Regions from separate parts of the Triticum aestivum genome. Here region 1 is linked to region 2. The links are chromatin contacts, called in public Hi-C maps. All regions are on one chromosome and are shown on one strand. Each heading gives the region's core, a stretch centred on a gene start, on an enhancer-like site or on the middle of the called end of the contact. The rest is flanking DNA. Distances are from core to core; before and after follow the strand shown.

Region 1 (4,942 bases), core at 1,675-4,174, 220 kb after region 2:
TCGGGTCGGCTAGGCTGTTCTTATGCCATTTTTGGTCGGTTGGGCCTACTTTTTGCTATAAATATTAGGAAAAATAAACATACTAAACTGGTCACGTGATGCCGTCACATGGGCCTCGCATGGAGGCCCAAGCACGACCCACATAGCCACGTGTCGTGTGGGCCCATCACATGCGGGGTATGCCTGGCACGACCCAGGTAGCCAGCTCTGGTGACACATCAGTTGGGTGGTTCCTATTTATCACGTAGGTTGAAGGTTGTCAACCAAACACGCCCCCAACGGTGATGGCTACATGAATTTGGGTCGATCCAAGTTGTGCATACCATTTTTTCTTTTTTATTTTTTATTTCATGTTCTTTTTTGTTTCTTTTCCTTTTCTATTTCTCTTGTTCTTTTTTATGTTGTGAACATCTTCAAATTTGCGAATGCCTTTTGAAATCATGAACAATTTTTAAATTATGAACATTATTTTAATTGTGTTTTTTCTGAAATCTTGAACATTTTTTTGAAATCTTGAACATGTATTTACAAATCCATGTTATTTTTTAAAAAATTGTGAACTTTTTTACACATTTACAAACATTTTTCAAATCATTTTTTAGAATTCTCAACATTTTTTAAATGCGGATATTTTTGAATTCATGTATATTATTACAAGTCATGATTTTGTTCTAGAAATGCGAACATTTTCTAAATCAACAAACATTTTTCTAAAACTCCTGAATATTTTTTGAAATCATGATTTTCAAAAAAAAATCACATTCCTTTTCCATATCCGGGAACATTTTTCGAAATTGTGCACGTGTTTTGTATTCATGTAAATTTTCTGAAATCCATGAACATATTTTTAAAACTCATGAATATTTTCTGAATTCATGATTTGTTTTCAAATTCACTTATTTTTTCAAATGTGGGACTTTTTTTAATTCACAGACATTTTTGAAAATTGGAAACATTTTTTGTTTCCACATTTTTAAAATCTGACAACATTTCTAAATTTGGTTAATATTTTTAAATTCGATTGTTTGTTGAAACCCTGAACATTTTTTAATAATGAAGCATTTTGTTTTACAAAAACGGGAAAAAAGAACCAGGCGCCTGCTCCGCGCTTGGGCTGGCCCAAAAGCGTGCGGGGGTGCGCGTTTGCGTGTTTCCCGCCGCACAGGTCAATGAAAAGGAGGTCTCCAGTTGTCGCTGCTGCCGAAGGTGGGCTTTGCTAGGCCGCGCTCCACGATTGGTGGCTAGGTCGCCACCCTTCCTTCAACTTCAAAGCAGCCAGTTTTCCCACGGAATCTCCCCCCGCCCTGCCCGAAAATTTCCCGCGGATGGCACCCGATTCCGAGCCGCGTCCACGTGCCTTCGAAACATTTCCTCCTTCCCGATGGCGCCACTTCCTCCCCGCCATTTCCAGAGCTGGCCCGGGTATTTCACCGCCTCCAGAGCTAGCGTTCTCGCACCATCGTAGCACACCCCTTCTTCGTGTGGAGAGTGCTAGCCAGGAGCGCGGGCGTGAGCGGCGGAGATGGAGGGCATGAGGAGTTTCGTCAACCCGCTGAAGCTCAACGTGTAGAAGATGGGGCTGGAGCTCACCTGCCCCGTCTGGCATTTCCCGCTGAATCGTGTGGGCCCATCACATGCTGGGTATGCCTGGCACGACCCAAGTAGCCAGCTCTGGTGACACATCAGTTGGGTGGTTCCTATTTATCGCGTAGGTTGAAGGTTGTCGACCAAACACACACCCGACCGTGATGGCTACATGAATTTGGGCCGATCCAAAGTAGTGCATACATTTTTTCTTTTTTCTTTTTTATTTCATGTTCTTTTTTGTTTCTTTTCCTTTTTTATTTGTCTTGTTGTTTTTCATGTTGTGAACATCTTTCAATTTCGCGAATGCCTTTTGAAATTATGAACAATTTTTAAATTACGGACATTATTTTAATTGTGATTTTTCTGAAATCTTGAACATTTTTTTAAATCATGAACATGTATTTACAAATCCATGTTATTTTTTGAAATTATGAACTTTTTTACATATTCACAAACATTTTTCAAATCATGAACTTTTTTAGAATTCTCAACAACTTTGAAATGCGGATATTTTTGAATTCATGTACATTTTTACAAGTCATGAATTTGTTTTTGAAATTGTGATTAGTTTCAAAATTGCGAACATTTTCTAGAATCCACAAACATTTTTCTAAAACTCATGAATATTTTTTGAAAACACGATTTTTCAAAAAAAAGAAACATTCCTTTTCCAAATCCGGGAACATTTTTCGAAATTGTGCACATATTTTGAATTCATGAAAATTTTCTGAAATCCATGAACATATTTTTAAAACTCATGAATATTTTCTGAGTTCATGATTTGTTTTCAAATTCACATATTTTTTCAAATTTGGGAACTTTTTTGGATTCACGGACATTTTTGAAAATTGGAAACAATTTATGTTGTCAAGAACATTATTTTCCACATTTTTAAAATCCTACTACATTTCTAAAATTGGTGAATATTTTTAAATTCGATTGTTGGTTGAAACCCTGAACATTTTTTAATAATGAAGCATTTTGTTTTACAAAATAAAACAGGGCGCCCGCCCCGCGCTTGGGCTGGCCCAAAAGCGTGCGGGGGTTCGCGTTTGCGTGCTACCCGCCGTGCAGGTCAATGAATAGGAGGTATCCATCAGCTTTCCTCGAAAAAAAAAAGGTATCCATCAGCTGCCGCCGGAGGTGGACCGGGGTTTGCTAGGTCTTCCTGCTGTCGCCGCCAATCCTACGCACCCTTCCTGCAAAGCAGCCAGTTTTCCCACAGAAGCTCCCCCCGCCGCCCTGCCCGAAAATTTCGCGCGGATGGCGCCCGATTCCGAGCCGCGTCCACGCGCCCTCGAAACATTTCCTCCTTCCCGCTGGCGCCACTTCTCCCCCCCCCCCCCCCCCCCCCCCATTTCCAGAGCCGCCCCGGGTATTTCACCATCACCGCCTCCAGAGCTAGCCTCCTCGCGCCATCACAGCACAACCCTTCTTCGTCTGGAGTGTTGTTAGTCAGGAGCGGCGGAGATGGAGGGCATGAGGAGGTTCGTCAACCCGCTGAAGCTCAACGTGCAGAAGATGGAGCTGGAGCTCACCTGCCCCGTCTGGTACGCCGCCTCGCCCTCCCTTCCCTTCCCCCCCCCCCCCCCCCCACCCCGCATCTTAGTTCTCTGGATCCAGATGCGGACTGAGGCTACAACTTTGTATGCTTCTCGCGAGGATCCCATACAATATGAGCACCGATAATACTTGCATACAAAAAAGTGGACTTTCCTAGATCTGGGTCCGGGTAAAGCTTTGCCTCCTTGATTTGTAACGACTGACGATCTCATTTTTTTTTTTTTGCAGCCTGAAGTTGCTCAGCGCGCCTACGATGCTGCCGTGTTGCCACACATGCTGCAGGTTACTACTCTTACAACCTAACCGATGTGCCATTCTCTCTACTCACATCGCCTTGTGACGAATTTCTTGAATTTTTCCAGCAAATGTGCCACTCCGCAGGCTATGAATGGCCACAGCTGCGCCATTTGCAAACTAGTCTACCATCCTCAAGGTACACATCGTGGTAAACCGTGGCGTTTGGTTACGGAGTTTTCACTAATTGCTCGCCTGATATCGAAACCACTTGCAGATTTAAGACCTGCTTCTCAAATTGAGGCGTTAGTGAACATTCAGAGGAGCATAAGCTCTACGGTCAGCAGCATGTCTCTGCAGCTCGGGACTCAAGCAGACATTCATGGTACACTGTTGACCAATTCCTGTTTTTGTGCTCTCAGAACAATAAGCACAAGGTTTCTTCTAGTTGCGAGACCATACTAGTATGTTGGTTGATTTGAAAAATTCTTCTTTTGGTCAGTTGCAAAGGCTACATCTCAAGGAACTCCAGAATCAGGAACGACAAGTTCTTACAACCTGGATGCTTCAAAGCTGCCATGTAACCAAGCATCTGGACCTGCAAATGAAAATGCTGATGGTGTGCAAGCAATGGATCCTGCACCAGGAAACAGAACTAATGATGTGGCAGTTGAGCCAACGGTTATTGTACAGACAGGACCGTGTGGGTCTCAAACTCCTGTTGGCTCTGGGGATCTGGAATGTGATAGCAATGACCTTGAAGGAGAGTTGGTAATATTCTATCTTTTGCAGAGTAATAACTTGTTTCTACAAGCAAATTTGCTTTTCCCTCTCTTTGCATCTGGTATATCCTCTTTATAATGAAAAATCTCACTCCTGAAACCGGTCATTCTGTCAGATAACAAGCGGATCACCTCCTCAGAGTACTTTGAAAAGAGGGCCAAATGTAACAGATGACAGTACTAGAGGACTGAAGAGGCAAAAATCCTCAGATCAGAGTGAAAGTAAGTACTATTTAGTTTCTAACTAGTTACCTTTCTGAATTTCCAGAAATGGAAGACACTAATGTGATTGCAAACATCAATGCAGAACAACCAAGTATGAATGCTGCATGGAAATGCGAGTTTTGTCACTCTTCCGAAATCAGTGAGGTCAGACAATGGGCAAAATTTGATCTGTGTGCTTTATTCACCCACCGCTGTTTGACTAGCGATGCCACTGACTGTTTGTATACTGCATAATCTAATGTACTTTTTAAAACTCAGTGTACTGGCCCTTTGTTGCATTGTTTGGATGAAGCACTAGTGAAGGATGATCAAGCATGGAAATCTAATGTTCTCCATGTCCACGAGAAATGTGCTGAATGGTATGTTCCATGCAAGATTTGAGCTTATCTTTCTGTATTTACAAAAGAGCTTACTTCTCTGACTGAAAACATCCATTTCACTTTGCATTTTTGTGGTTTTGTTTGTCTTATATGGCTTGTTTCTAGTATCTGTGTTGTGATTACTAAGTTACAATACCAATACAGGGCTCCTCAGGCATACTTTGAAGGTGA
Region 2 (5,166 bases), core at 1,231-3,730:
TTGTCTCTCCTCTAGTGTTGTTATGTGAACATCGACTACATGACACTTCACCATTATTTGGGCCTAGAGGAAGGCATTGGGAAGTAATAAATAGATGATGGGTTGCTAGAGTGATAGAAGTTTAAACCGTAGTTTATCTGTTGCTTCGTAAGGGGCTGATTTGGATCCATATGTCTAGTGTTGTGGTTAGGTTTACCTTAATACTTCTTTTGTAGTTGCGGATGCTTGCAATAGGGGTTAATCATAAGTGGGATGCTTGTCCAAGTAAGGGCAGTACCCAAGCACCGGTCCACCCACATATCAAATTATCAAAGTACCGAACGCGAATCATATGAGCGTGATGAAAACTAGATTGACGATAATTCCCATGTGTCCTCGAGAGCACTTTTCTCATTATAAGAAATTGTCCAGGCTTGTCCTTTGCTACAAAAAGGATTGAGCCACCTTGCTGCACTTATTTTACTTTCATTGCTTGTTACCCGTTACAATTTATCTTATCACAAAACTATTCGTTACCAACAATTTCAGTTCTTGCAGAGAAAACCTTACTGAAAACCGCTAGTCATTTCCCTTTGTTCCTCGTTGGGTTCAACACTCTTACTTATCGAAAGGACTACGATAGATCCCCTATACTTGTGGGTCATCAAGACTCTAGCTAATTGCTCTCACTTTTAATACGTATCCATATTGAGACTCAGAGTCATCCGAATCAGTGTCAAAGATTGCATCGACGTAACTCTTTATAACGACTTTTCTTATAGAAAAGAACAACCATTAAAGTATTTGAGCTTGATTTAGTCTCCACTCGACAGCGTATCTAGCTGGATTTACTCTCCACTTAACAGTCATCTGGATGTTTTAAGTTAAACCAGCCCAAAATATGTCTTCGTCGTGGTCGGATTGATATTGTTCATTTCCACATGTTTGAGTTTGCCCTCCGTGATTTACAGAGTGCGCCATATAACACGGGTTAGGTGCCTGGTACTTTTCTGTGCCCGTCTTAAAAACTAAAAAGACATCGACACTTGTATGTATATGGGACTATTATTACACATATGGCTGGATTTTTCTTGACTTTAGTCACTTTGCTCTCTATTATCCAATTTTTATTTAACAACCACATGATTTTGTTCTTCCTCCGGGAGTCGTGACATCCTATGACCATGAGTGCCTGGTGAACTGTCTGTCCTCATCACCCCGATAGTCGGATCGAATCGGCTGCTACCGCCACCCGTGCCATTCTCACGGACACGCCGCCCTATCTTACCATTATATCGTGTTTACCATGTCATTGTCACCTCAAGCTTTCCCTCAAACTTCACAAGCCTTCACACTAGCCACAATCTCAAAACCGAACTAATCAAGCCTCCGTCTCGGCTCCATCTATGATGACTTGGCCAACCACATTATCGCCGGCTCCAATTTGTACGTGACGAGCCCTCGTCACCTTGAGGCTCTGCGCGTGGGAGGGGGGGAATTGACTGACCTGCCAAAAAATAAAAATAGACGTTTGTTTATTAGCAAATTTGTATATGTATATGCACTCAGTTCTAGTGTTGTATATCTCTTGCATTTTTTTGGAACAAAATCTTTTTAGAGGATTGCTTCTTGTGTAAGTATAGTTGCTAATTACTCTCTCTGTTCCTAAACACAAGTCTTCTTAGAGATTTCAATGCGAACTACCTACCAAGCAAAATGAGTAAATCTACATTCTAATATATATGCATATATACATCTACATGTAGTTCATGTTGGAATCTCTAAAAAGAATTATATTTAGGAACGGAGGGAGTATTTCCCAACTGGTATTAGCGGTATTAGCTGACATCTAAGACATCTTCTTGTTTTACGTCTTCGATTTGATTAGCAAAAAATGTGTTATTTGTCATATAAAATATACTTGTGGCATGTTATATATATTTCAACTGTTAAACTGACGACCTAAGTTCCTGTGCCATACTTATATTCCCATCCGGAGAGATTATTCATCATGCAAGGACACACCGGATACTTGAGAAACCAAAAGAAGTTTGTAGATTTATCAGCAAAGGAAAATGGAAGCAACATAGGAGTGTCTTGATTTTATTAAATTTTCTACAATTAGGAGTGTCTTGATTATATGCCTATCCGGGCCCAAACACCAGGCGGCCGAGACACTAAAAAAACGTACACCCCAAAACTTCCACGCAGCTGCCACTGGCAGGTGGACCTACGAATCGACCCAGCTGCAAAATCCTTTGCCTGGACACGCTCCCTGGAATTCCCCATCCACCCCGTCCCCTCGCCACACGACTGCGCGAACACACATCCCACCACCGCACGTAATTACCCATCCACCCTTCCCGTCTCCCCACAACCACGAGCACGCCCCTCGGCTGAGGTCCCTCTGCACGAAAGCGCGGTGGCACGGGCGTAATTCCCTCCGAAGCCCGGGGGCCTTCTCTGGCGCGCTCTAGTATAAATAGGAGGCAACCCCCCTCCTGACGCCCCCCCGTCTCTTATAAGCCAGAAGAATTTTCTCTCGCCTCCTCCCCCTCCTCCAGTGCTCTCCCCGTCTCTCCTCCGATCTTTCTCTCGTCTCGTCCCGTTGTTTCCTCCCCTCCTCTCGTTCGGCCCCTGCGCTGTGAAGTTACCGTCCTGCCCCCGGTGGGCCCCACGGCCATCAACCTCCTGAAGATTTTTTTCCCTCCCAATAATTGTTTTTATTTCTTTCTTTTTTTGCATCCTCCACATACATACATATCCCATCAGAAACCGCTTTCCTCCCCATCGACGGCTCCTCTTGGCTGGCGCTGCTGACGTGGCGAGGTCCCAGCCGTTGATATGTCGCTGAGCGAGAAGCTGGAAGCGGCGCGTATCGCACTGGGCAAGCGCAAGGAGCGGGAGCTGCAGCAGCTGGGCCCCGCCCCGGCCCCGGCCCCGGCCCCAGCCCCAGCCCTAGCCCCAGAGCCTGCAGCTAAAGCCGAGCTGTCCAAGCCGGCTCGGGCCGGCAACAGCAAGCTGCTAGCCGGGAATCTGGCCCACGAGTTCCTGACCCACGGCACGCTCCTGGGCCGCCGGATCGAGCCGAGCCATCACCACCAACCCGCTGCCGCGGCCGCCTCCCCGCGGCCCGAGCCCGAGCCGAAGAGGAGGTACGCGGAGCTGTCCTGGCTGCTGATGACGAACGGGGCCCACATCCCCGGCGTCGTCAACCCCACGCAGCTCGGCCGCTGGCTCCAGATAAAGGAGTGACGCCGCCGCCCGCCGCCCCCATCGGCGCCCAGAAGAACCACCACCAGGAGGAGGAGGAAGGGCAGCAGCACATCAAGACAAAGCGGTTTCGTCGTTCGCCTCGCCTCTCCCATCCCCTCCCCTTGTCTTCTTTCCTAGATCTAGCGAGAAAACTTATTGCTGTTGCTGTTGTACTTAGCGCTATCCGTTCGATGCATTGGCACTGCTAGTCTTTAATTTCTTCTCCCGTATCATTCATGCGTGTTCGCTTCTTCTTTTTTATTGTCTGCGCCGCGCTCGACTCGATAGCAAAAGCCGATCGATGATGGATGGATCGATCGTGGCGGAAATGTTGCCATGTATGGCGACGCAACGAGCATGGCGTGCGCTGCTCGGTTGTTGGTCCCCGTTTTTATTTCCGTCTCCGTGTCTGGGTGGGCATGGGCGCATTCGGTTTGGTTTGGTTTGGGTGAGCGCCCCGGTCCGGAGCTCTGCTCCGTAATAAATACAGGCAAGCTGGCGCCCACCGCGTGCCAGGTGAAGGATCAAAGAACCGGGCGCGTGGTAGATATGTCATCCCATCTGTGTATGTTTCGTAGTAGTCGTATACTAGTAGTATACAGTAGTACGTGGTGCCGATTGATTATTCAGAGAGGCATTGGTTGTGACCTTTACATGAGATGATGCGTATATCCTTGTGGTTTTGAAGCCATTTAGATTTTGTTTATTGGATCAAGGGACGAAGGTGGTCTGGTCTGGACCCACTCGTGTTTCCAGACGAAAGCTTTGATTAGTTTTTTGTAGGGAAGCTTTGATGAGTTGGTCCTTGTTGTTTCCATTGATCGATGACAAGTATTTTGGCCCTTGCGCGCCTACCTGGTCCGTTACGACCTGTCTTGATTTCCATTTAAATACACGGGGATCGCTGCTGATTTGGTCGATCTTGATTTCCATCCATCGTCCACCGTATCGGTGCTGGTCAATGGTGGGAGAGAGGGCGATGCGAATGTGATCGTGCTAGTCCGTGGCCGTTGCTTGTGGAATCGTCTATCCAGATTTGTGTTGCACGAAAGAGGGTCCCTGGTCGGTCACCTCGCCTGGGCACGTAGCGTGGCTGGGATAGAAGCAGGGTCGCCTCTCGTGACATAGACTCATCGATCCGCCGGGTAGCAGGCGGCCACGACTCCAGAGGAGGCTAAATTTGGTGTTTTGATCTTTTTGTGAAAGTTTAGCAAGATCTGACACTGGTTCAAAAAATTTGCAGGATCTGACCATTTTTCTACCGCCAAGGTCAGACAGTAAGGTAATACCAGCCTACCGCGAAGGCCCCTTGCTGTAGGCAATCATAGAGCTGGCCTATCGCGGAACAGGCTGGCGGTAGCCTGTGTACTCCTACCACCGAGGTGCTCGGCGGTAGGTGAGCACGCACTGTATTTGATACTTAAAAATTATTTGTGTTAGGGCGTGCACCTCTTCCGCCAGTGGCCCCGATGATAGGATGTTATACCCTACCGTCATCGACCCTAACGGTAGAAAAATGGTCAGAGCTCGCAAAAAGTTCAAACCAAGGTCAAATCTCGCTAAACTTTTGCAAAAAGGTCAAAGCACCAAAATCGGCCTTCAAAGGGTGCACCGCCGAAAGCTTGTCGATTTGTTCGTCCCAGGGAGCTGCTAATCGGAACTCTGTACTTGATGCCTGCCTCGGGCTAGTGCAGGCTGCAAGGGAAGACTTCCGGATCCAGCGTCCAGACCTCCAAAATTCCAATAAAAACACACTCCGGGCAATTTCCGGGAATGGTCATGATGCCCTTGATGCCTTTCTGTTACTGGCGACGACCAGTATTGACATTCTCATCTAGTAGGATGAAGTCAGGTTGCCTTGAACCGAAATTACAGCTCGTAGACGCTTCTCTGAATTAAATTCTTGCTTGGTTGGTTGTCAGCCTCAGCCAG

The links. A called contact is a pair of places that touch in the nucleus more often than the background predicts.
Region 1: a contact with region 2 is called in a Hi-C map of leaf, with 6 times the contacts expected there. The contact joins the promoter of LOC123046135 here to the promoter of LOC123046134 in region 2. A contact is called at or near these places in 2 of 5 Hi-C or Micro-C datasets (both in leaf).

What each region holds. Positions count from the first base shown.
Region 1 is chr2B:578,836,197-578,841,138 of IWGSC CS RefSeq v2.1, forward strand. LOC123046135 (protein BREAST CANCER SUSCEPTIBILITY 1 homolog) reads left to right here and starts at 2,925. Exons shown (of 14, transcript XM_044469421.1): 1 at 2,925-3,137; 2 at 3,379-3,432; 3 at 3,513-3,583; 4 at 3,662-3,769; 5 at 3,887-4,155; 6 at 4,283-4,388; 7 at 4,474-4,535; 8 at 4,650-4,750; 9 at 4,916-4,942. The coding sequence starts at 3,058.
Region 2 is chr2B:578,615,132-578,620,297 of IWGSC CS RefSeq v2.1, forward strand. LOC123046134 reads left to right here and starts at 2,481. Exons shown (of 1, transcript XM_044469420.1): 1 at 2,481-3,467. The coding sequence starts at 2,824. The coding sequence ends at 3,234.